2 separate regions of the Anas platyrhynchos genome follow, and region 2 is linked to region 1. A link is a contact called in public Hi-C data. All regions are on one chromosome and are shown on one strand. The core of a region is the stretch at or near the end of the contact, and the rest is flanking DNA. Distances in the headings are between cores, read along the strand shown.

Region 1 (4,902 bases), core at 25-2,524:
GCTGAAGAAGTGGCTGTGGCAGGAGAGGTGTCAGTGGTGCAAGGCTCCTCCTCGGGTGGCTGCTACTCCCTGCCATTCGGTTTTAACTTCTGTGGCCTGGGAGGAAATCTGGAATTGCTGCTGACCCACTGCACAGGGGGTCCAGGTGCTGGCAGTGCCACAGGGGCGGACCTGTGCTGCACACAGCTAGGCCCATCCGCCAGGCTGGTGGCATCTCAGCAGCATTGTAATTGAGGGCAGAAAGCACTGGGTGGGCAGAGGAGGATGGGAGGAGTGAGGAATAACAGAGAGAGAACCAAGGTCTGGGGAGGAGGAGGACACGGGGAGGAAGAGGCACGCTGGGTGCTGCAGGCACCATGTGCCCAGGGTTATCCCAAAGGATGGCATCCCATGGGAGGGACCCCATGGGGAGCAGGGGCAGAGCGTGACCACGAGGGAGTGGAGGAAACAAAGCATCAGGGACTGACCACAGCCCCCATTCCCTGTGAGCACTTGGGAAGGGAGTGATGCTGAGTCTGGAAAACAGGGGAAGGAAAGTTGACAATTTAACATTTGTTTCTCACTGTCCAAATCTATTTTAGGTGGTAAGACATTATTTTTCCCCAGGTCAGGTTGTTTTTGCCCATGATGGTAACTGGTAAATTACCTTATCGCCCTGTCTTTCTCCTGACACAAGTGTTTTTTCATCCCATTTTCACCCCCTGCCTTGCTGAGAAGGAGAAGTGAGGGAGCGGCTGGGAGGGAGCTGGGCTGTTTGTGAAGGCTCCCACGTACAGTTTGTGGGAGGCAAAGATCTTAAATGCATTAGCTAATTAGAAAAAGGGGTGATTAATAACACAAATTTATAAAGAGTGAGGAGGATGTGTCCCTGCTCCTCCCAGGAGCAGTGATTTCCAGCCTGTCCTTGGTGACTGTATGCCAGGGACCCAGTGCCAGCCCACGCTACCCCAAAACCTGAAGATGGATGCTAGTGGCAGATTGATCTTTCCTTACAGGTATTTTCCCCTTGTGTGTTACCACATTTACCAGTTCAAAAAACAAGCAGTTTCTCTCTGAAGTATTGATTCTTAATCTTGTTTGCCCTTCATATTTGATTTCACTAAAGAGAAGGAGCTCTTGTCTTTGCAACTTTTAGTATGTGCTGTACTTACTGTAATCCATCCCCTGTGTATCTTAACTATAAATACAAGGTTTTCCAGAGAGCTGCTGCTAACTCTCGAGAGACCGATAAATGGCTGAGATATATTTTCCAAAAATATCCACTAGAGGGTACTCAATGACCTTCCAGTGAAGGGAGGTTTGTATTCCGGCGACTGCAGGAGGAGAGCCGAAAGAAAATGTCACTGACAGTGGCATTAACAATAGCAGGGGACAGCACGGTACCCGCAGGCAGGATCTGAGGTGACAGGAGGCTTGGACTATCTCAAATCCAGCACGAACATCGCTGTACCACCTCTCCAACCCGTCAGATGGAAACGGGACAATTTGTATTCCCGGTGGGTTTTGGTGGCCCCTTGCCCAGAGCAGGAGCTGGTGTCCAGTCCCGCTGCATGCCAGGGCTGGCCGGGGTTGGGGCCCCAAGTCAGTCATGACAGACAGTACACCACTGTGTTTCCTTCCCCTTTTTCCCACTTTTGCTGTCTGACCTTCGAGAGGAGAAGCTTTGGGGGTGACCTCGGTGCCAGCTGGTTTGACACAGCTGAGGTTTTCTAAAAACACGTATTTTTTATACTGCTGGCCATTGACACAGTTGATATCGGAGTATAAGCAATCCTCTCATAAAACAACAGTGATCGCTGTTCCATGGGCAATCTATTTTTATTGTGCTAATCACTCGTGATTATTTTAAATGGGTGGCTGATAAATGTCCTTTGTAGGCAGGCTAGAAGATGAGGTGATTTTAACATGCAGCTAAGTCACATACATCCACGGAGGCTTTATAAACCTGAAGAATTCCCTAGTCATGAATTTCTGTTCATATTATTATTCCAGGCTTTTATTTCTCCATTAAATGTTACAAAGGGCATGTAAAATGCTAGGAATGGTCTCGAAAAAGCTGTCCCTGAAAGGATATGCCATTCATTTTTTGCCTTCTACTTTCAAAAAATCAATAATAAGCATCTTATTTCAGGGTTGAAAGAGAAGATTTTTACTATCCAGCAGGACATCTGAGTTATTGACCTTGAACGCTAATCAGTATGTTTGAATGTTCTCACCAGGTTTAGAGCCGAAGCTACAAAAAAACTAATTAAATCAGCAGGGGGCACGATTTCTTCAAAATATCACAGGATTATCGGAGCCGTGTGCTGGGCTTTCTTTCTGTTACACAGCTCAGGGCTGCTCACCAATATTGTTTTTAAAGATCTAATGGCATTTTTCTCACTTAACCTGTTCTGTCCAATGCCTTGAAGTCAGGTCTCAGGTTAGGGTCTGTTGTGGGATCCCAAACAGCCTTTGGGGGCAGTGATTTGCCACCTGGGCTGACAGACCCTCCCTGAGATGCTCCACGATGGGGAAATTTCAGGTGTTATCAGTGCTGTTCATGGTCCTGCATGGGACCAGTGGGCCAGGCTTGTGGGGCGAGGGTGTCACTGTAGCCATCCTGGAGTCCTTTTTTCTTGTTTTCCTGGAGGTCCCTCTTTCCCTGGAGTGGCTTGAGCCTTGTTGTCCTAGCCATTAAGCCGCAGCGTGCAGAAGTGTGTGATCACATCTACCCAAGGCAGAGAACAGCAGACACAATGACCAAAGGTCCCAGTGGATGGCACCCCAAAATCCTTTTTAGCAAGAAGAGGAAGGCAAAAGTGAGCTGAGCTCCACCACAACTGCTTTCACACCCCCCCTCCTCAATGGCAAAGGGGAAGAAAATACAATGGAAAGGGCTCAAGAGTTGAGATAAGGGCAGGAAGATCACTCAGTAATTATTGTCATGGGCAAAACAGACTCAGCATAGGGGAGATTAGAGAAATGTATTGCCTATTACTAACAAACTAGAGCAGTGAGAAACAGAACAAAACAAAAACAAACAAATAAACAAAACTAAAAAGACCTTTCCCTGATCCTCCTTCTTCCACCTCCTCCCCCCGAGTGGTGCAGGGGAACGGGGAATGGGGGCTGTGGTCAGTCCCTGATGCTTTGTCTCCGCTGTTCCTTCACGGACTGTCTTTTTAAATATTTTGGGCCATTACCCTCCCATTTGGGTCTAGCTTTGGCTTTTTATCTTGTGCCAGATCTCAAACCTTGAAAAACTTTTTTTTTCTTTTCTTTCTCTCCCCTCCCCCCCCCCCATCCCTCCAAAAACTTATCTTTAAGCCATAGGCACTCAAGCAATCCAGCAACACCTGCTGTCCTGGGAGGCACTGGCACATCACCTGCCTAAAACAGATCCTGCCTGAAGCTTATGCCTGCTCACAGGTAGGAGTTAACTCCTTGGTGAACTTAAGGGCTTAATGCGGAACTGCTAAATAGAATAAAAAAACAGATAGGATTACAAGGATTTCCCCTGAAATTTCTCTAGGTCCCTCTCTCCTTTTAATCTCTGGTACCTTACTCAGGCTTTTGGCACAACACATACCGTTGGCTCTGGCAGCCTTTGCAGGCCACCAGGTATCCAGGTATCCATGTTTTTCACCTATAGAACAGGCAGAACAAACGCAGCCGATGTGCTGAAGGTGGTCATTGAGATGGTGCTCTGAGGTGGGGAGCAGATGGAACAGGCTCTGGAGACATGACAAAAGACTGGGAGATTTTTTTTAATTTATTTTTTAATATTTTTAGCGTGTTACTTTATGTACCTGATACAAAAGCTCAAGCTATTTTCATCCTGAATTCTTATCCAAGCTCCACCTCAGGTTCTTGGAAAGTTCAAATTCACCTTCTGTCTTTGATCATCACAGAAGGGGATTTTCTCTTTGGCATCAATGATAGCACATAGATGTGGGGGCTAGATTGACTATGTTTGCTTTGTCTTGCTATAAAAAGTCCCAGTTAAACCACAACTGAGTAAGTAAATCAAAGTTCAGAGCACAGCATAACTGCAAATACGTGGTACTTCATGGTTTATGAAACAGCATGTTGGTTATTTTAATAATTGCGGTGTCTTTTTGTTTCAACCAAATCCCCTGCCCTCACTTCAGCACACTTATCTAGGCCTCTAATTAGGTGCCTTTGATCCAGCCACTATTAGCCTTTCATGTGCACCTGCCCCCCCCCAGCTTTTAGGTACTTCAGAAAACAAAGTGGGAACGGGTCTGCTTGGGCTTCACTGTGCAAGCACGAGTGACAATACGACGTGCCAGCTTCCGCTGAGATGAAACCAGGAGACCTGCACTCTAAAACAGACTTCCCAGAAGATGAAGTGCTTTAGCTTTGCTTGTTCCCCAGTGAATATGCAGGTGCGGATTAAAGGCCACCCACCTTCTTCTGCTCTCCAGAACAAATTATGTGCCCTGAAGTGGGTGCGTGTTACTATGGCTGCCAGTTGCTGGAAAACCTTGGTCGATGCATTTAAAAAGAGCTATTAAATGCTGAAAATAAAATGAAATAAAATAGGTAAATGATTATTTTCCAGATGAGAAATATTTTACAGCCATATTTAATGAAAAGACAGAGGTGATATGAACCAGGCTGCAAATTTCTCTTTCTTTGCCAGACCCAACCTCCCCACCATGCACATGCAAATCTCCTACTACACGCACAGATGCTGAGGACTTCATTGGTTTGGACACATAGGTCTCTATGTCTCTGAATTCATGCAACTCAACTGGTGGCTATGAACCAAGAACTATGTAGGTGTTCTTGGTAGCTTTTGGCCATTTTCTTGCATCCAGGGCATTGCAATTTCTTCTCTGAGCAAAACATTTTGATTTTGGAGAGCAGCAGGAGAAGCCCATTCCCTCAGATACA
Region 2 (5,232 bases), core at 2,205-4,704, 81 kb after region 1:
ATGATATTTACATTCTCAGGAATTAAGGAGATTAGAGGAGAAAATGAGAAGAACTGCATGCAGTCTTAATCTCAGCTCCCTACTTTTTGGTTCTTTCTCTGACCTTGTAGGTTTTGTTTGTTTGTTTGTTTTTGTAGTATTGATTTATAGCATTTCCTTACATATTAGTTTTTGTTGTTGATGTTGTTGTTGTTTTTCTAAAGGATTTGCTGTCCTGATTTTTGGAAACTATTTTATATTTGTTTATTTTAATGGAGAAAATAAGATTTTATTTTTAGTTATAATAAATGATTCATAGCTTCTAGGGATCATCCAGGGATTCCATTCATAGTTAATGATTAAAATGCAGTAATAAAACATGCAACGTTTGAAAGCTAAAAGCGATGCCTCTGAAGGTAGATCTTTGACAGAAATTGCTGACAGCATCAGAAACTCTTCCTCTATAAATATATATTCAGACATTCTAATTTCTCCATTTATTTTTTCCCTTTTGCTTTCTCTCTCTTGCAGTTGTCTTCTATTTGTGCAATTTCAGGTCAATATTCCAGCAAGATGACAGTTTCTCTATAATTTAATTTAACATTTTTCTTAATTTACATTTTTACTCATTTTTAGCCTGCAGTGGTTATTTGCATGGAAAGAAATTGTCTTCAAAGGATATATTTAGTCTGCTATACTGGATTAGAAATGTAAGCCAATCATGCAATGAGGTTAATTTTAAAACCTGTGGAAATTGTATAACTCTATTCAGTTTCCTCAGTGCTGGCACCCATCTTGTTTGAGGTCATATAACCTTTAACTCCAGTGTCAAATGTAATTTGCCATCAAAAGGAGTACAAGGACTCCCCTTAAAATAGACTTCTGTGACATTGTAGAATTTTTTACAGAGAAGCCTGAGCTGATTTTTTTTGTTCTTTTTAAAGCTGATGATCTGAGAATTGTGGTTGTGTTCAAAAATATGCAAAAAATGAATAGAAAGTCAAGCCAGACATGGAGAAACTTGTGCTTGTTCTCCTTTTCCTGCCACAAGCGTATACACCAATTCGTACTTCAGGGTAAAATGCCAATAATAGTAGACCTGCATTTTAGCTGATGCTGTATTTATTTAATTTAGACAATATTTAGACAACACTGTGTTTGAGTTTGTGTTTACCTTAGCTGCTTCTTTCCACCTCAGTTTGTTCCCACTTCCCAAAGAAATTGGATTATATTTTTTAAAGAATTTTGCTGTTTTTTTGGCAGTGGCTGTCTAGGGATGACTATCACGTTCATTATCCACATCAAATCTATTTATATCTATTGGTTAAGATTCAGCTTGTGATTACTGAGCTGCAGATGGAGCTCCCCGAACAGCAAAAGGAGTCCACGCATCTGTGCCAGTAACAGTGGGAGCCACGGTGGAGAGGTAGCTTAGAGGATCTGTCATTACAGAGTCTTTATCCCTTCAACCTCAGAGAGGTGTCAGAAAGAGGCAGTGAGTGCTACCTCACCTGTGTATTAGTTGGAGCTTTGGGGCTTTCAGCAGGCTGAAGAGAAATCAAATTATTCAAGGTGCCATTAATTTTACTAATCATTAAAGAGGGAATCCAAGTAGATGCAACTGTCAAAAGTCCAATGAACTATCAACAAAATACTAAAAGGATATATTTTTAAAGTACTGAAAATGACATGTATTTTTCCATCTGAGCTCATTAAACAAGACATCAAGGCAGTTCCGTTATAACCTACAAACTTCTGGATGATTTGCTACAGGGATATTTTTGTTTTCTAGGGCATGGACTCACTTGAATGTTTCATTTCTTATGTGCATGAACAGGAGCTGAAGAAAGTATTTTAGGCTAGAGGGAAGGACCAGGCAATTGGACAGTATATTTACCTCCAAGGCCATGAGCCACATGGCAGTGTCCCCATCTCCGTACAAAGCTGTGCAGATATCTAAAGGGTTCCAGATGGACAGCAGGGTGTCTCCTCGTGGTGCCCTGCAGAATTAGGCTAAACTAAACATATTTAATATGATTGTGAGCAGCTAAGCTGATTATCTCTGTGTGTCAGATAATACATCATACAGCTGAGTGGCTAATAGATTAAACAGAGAAAGGCATTTTCAGTTCTTTTGGATTATATTCCTCCTGCAGGACTGACACCAGGAACCTAGAAGGCACAGGAAAAAATCTTTTTTTCCCAGGTCTCCAAGAAACCTGCTTAAATATATGTATATAGTAAATAATGTCTTCTGTACACAGAAAATTGGGCAATCTTTATGCTCATCTTCTATAAACCTTAATATGAAGGAACCTTAACGTGGATAAGGGAATAAATAATTAGGTATATGGATTATTACGGAAAAACTGTCAAACACTGTAAGAACTGTTTAGTTCGGTTCTGAAATACAAGTCCTCAGTTTCATAAAGGGTTTTGAATCTCCAAAGTGTAAATGAAATACCACTTCTAATAAAAAGTTACTTGCATAAAGTTGTAACAGTGTGCAAAAGCCTTAAGTGATACCTGTCCGATAGGTATCCTGAGATTTCACATGTGTAACTATTGATACAAATTAAATTAATGGAACGAACATGGTAACATTATTTGCATTAAAATAAAGCAGAGATTTTATTTTCCATATTTATATTTTACCCCTCTATTTTTGAAAACTGTGTTTATTCACTTAAACCATTCCAGAGTCCAGGAGCTTGGTCTCCTTCCCTGTGAAATTTTAGCCAGAGCCAGGGGCATGGCTTTCACCCTGGTCAGCCTGGACTCTCCCGAGCAATTCTTGTAGATAGTTTGGGAGATAGCACAGGTATGCATGCTAGCAGTTTGGAAACAGCCACACAATTTTGGAACCAGAGACTGACAGAGAATACAGCTTGGAAGGAACTTCTGCAGGTCATGTAATGGCTTCCAAGCAAGGACAACTGGACAGGGTTGCCCAGGACTGTGTGAAGTCAAGTTTTGACTATCTCCAAGAACAAAATTTCTGCAGTCTCTCTGGGCAGCCTTTTCCTGGGTTTGACCACCGTGGGAAGGGACCCCCAAGGATCATCAGGTTCAACCCCGGCTGTGCACAGGACAACCCGAAAATCAGACCATATGTCTGAGAGCATTGTGGTTGTACTTGTTGGGGCATATGTGTAAGATACATGGTTGAGATGGTCAAAATAGTTTAGAGGACTCTTAAAAGTATCTCTGTGAGGAATTAGTGCCATGAAAACTTCCTCCATGTGCAGCGTCTGGTTGCCAGAAGCATGCGAATTTTAAAAGAAGATAAACAGAGATGGTTTAGATCCCTTCCCGTTGCCTTCAGTGGCTGGTTTTCCTGCTGCAGTCCCGAGGAGGAGGAGGAAGAGAAGGAAAAGGAGGAGGAAGAGAAGGAAGAGGAGGAATAGGAGGAGGAGGCCGTGCAGGTCTGCCGCTGGCTCCTGGCGTGCGGTGCCTCCGCCAGTGTTGAAGCTCCACCTAGAGCATCGGCGCGACACTGCTGCTCGCCCGCTGGCCCTGCCTCTGTCCCTACCACCCTGGGGTCCTCGGGAGGAAAACCGAGGTGTGCAGGCCTGAAGGACATCAGCCCCAACGCAGGACGAGTGGGGAAGAGAGGCTTCAGCTCATGCCAGCATCAGGGATGGACGGAGCTTCAGCACCCCAGGGTGGGCAGCACCTCCATCGCCAAGCATTTCGGCAAAGATGTTTCGATGCCTCCAAGGAAATGGAAAAGCAGTTGAGAAACCCCAAACATATTATGGGAGGGAATTATGTGGTGCTGTTGTCGGGTCACTTGGTGGTTGTACATCAATAACTTAAACATCAGGCGTTTCATAGGAAAAGTTAACGTTGAGCCAGTATTTTAATACTATAATTGTTTGGGTAGCTACTAGCTAGCAAGTGATGTCAAGCAAACTAATAGAATTGCTGATATGGGGTACTAATGAAAGAATTAACGGATTATGGATTTATTAGTATCAGTTGACGTGGTTTCCCGGGAACTCAGACTGTCAAACAAATTTGATACTGTTTCACTGAGATTAAGCATTAAACTGATAAAGGAGATTGTTGTTGGAATAGTGCTTTTACCAAACATATGATATAATCTTTAGTTAAAAAACAAACAAACAAACAAGAAAACTCTAACCAAAAATGACATTAACATATTTCATAATTTTTAAAAACTGATCAAATACCAGGTCATAACAATATTCTATAACCAAAGTGTTTTAATTCCAGGGGGCTGCATATTTTGTGAGCTCCTAGAGGGGTCTGTTTTAGCATGAATCTTCTCAACATTTTTACCAGTGACCTTGATGAAAATATAGCATTACTGCACATACAATTTGCATTATGACACACAAATTGATAGTGTGGAAAATAGCAAAGGCAGTGGTTTTATGACCCAAACTGATCAGTCATTTGTTGAGATTCAAAAAATGTCCATTTTTGTTAAAACAAATATTAATCCAAATACAATCTTATGCATCTAAGGAGAAAAAAAAAAAAAAATGTAATTAAATTTTTAGATATGGGGCTGAGTGCTTAAACGCAGCAAGACATTGAGAAGGAACACCATTAGAAGAAATCCCAACAGGTTAATCAATAGCACTCAGGTGCTGATACCACAAGGAAATGTCCTAATCAAAACATTGCATACATAAGAATTTGAACTATGAAGGATCTTATTAGGACTGCTGTCTTCAAAGATTGCTTCTCTCCTATGCAAGCACCTCGCCCTATGCCCCACAAGCAAAGCTAACTACAACCCCCAGATTTCTTTTAACTGAGGCAGAGTGGCAAGGAGCAAAATATTGTCAATTGCTTACCAACTTGTATCACTGGAAGGAATTATCCAGCAATGTAAATTGTCAGCCCCAGCACTCCTTGAACGTCATATACATCCTGGTGTCACAGAATCACAGCATGGCTGAGGTAGAAAGGCGCCTCAGGAGATCACCTAGTCCAACCCCTCTGCTCGAGCAGGACCACGTCCAGTCAGCTTTTGAGCATCTCCAAGGATGGAGACTCCACAGCCTCCCTGGACAAACTTTCTGTGTTTGACTGCCTGCAGAGTAAAATGTGTTTTCTTACGTTTAAACAGAATTTCCTGTATTTCAAAGAGTGCTCATTGCTTCTTCTCCTGTCACTGGGTGCTACTGAAAAAAGCCTGGTTCCATTTCTTTTATTTCCTCCATCAGCAAGATACAGACATTGACAAGATCCCCCTGAGCCTCCTCTTCTCCAGGCTGA

Evidence for each region. A called contact is a pair of places that touch in the nucleus more often than the background predicts.
Region 2: a contact with region 1 is called in a Hi-C map of F1 follicle, with 3 times the contacts expected there. The contact joins two enhancer-like sites. A contact is called at or near these places in 3 of 8 Hi-C or Micro-C datasets (F1 follicle, skeletal muscle and subcutaneous adipose tissue).

What each region holds. Positions count from the first base shown.
Region 1 is chr3:86,310,672-86,315,573 of IASCAAS_PekinDuck_T2T, forward strand. It overlaps LOC140002230 (a long non-coding RNA gene), which reads left to right. Exons shown (of 5, transcript XR_011808483.1): 2 at 3,310-3,411. Among named protein-coding and RNA genes, the nearest start is that of ELOVL4, 46 kb to the left of the region's middle. Within about 2 kb of position 1,275, at least 1 of the 8 cell types and tissues checked has an H3K27ac peak or open chromatin away from gene starts, as enhancers often do.
Region 2 is chr3:86,389,632-86,394,863 of IASCAAS_PekinDuck_T2T, forward strand. No RefSeq gene overlaps it. Among named protein-coding and RNA genes, the nearest start is that of LCA5, 10 kb to the right of the region's middle. Within about 2 kb of position 3,455, at least 1 of the 8 cell types and tissues checked has an H3K27ac peak or open chromatin away from gene starts, as enhancers often do.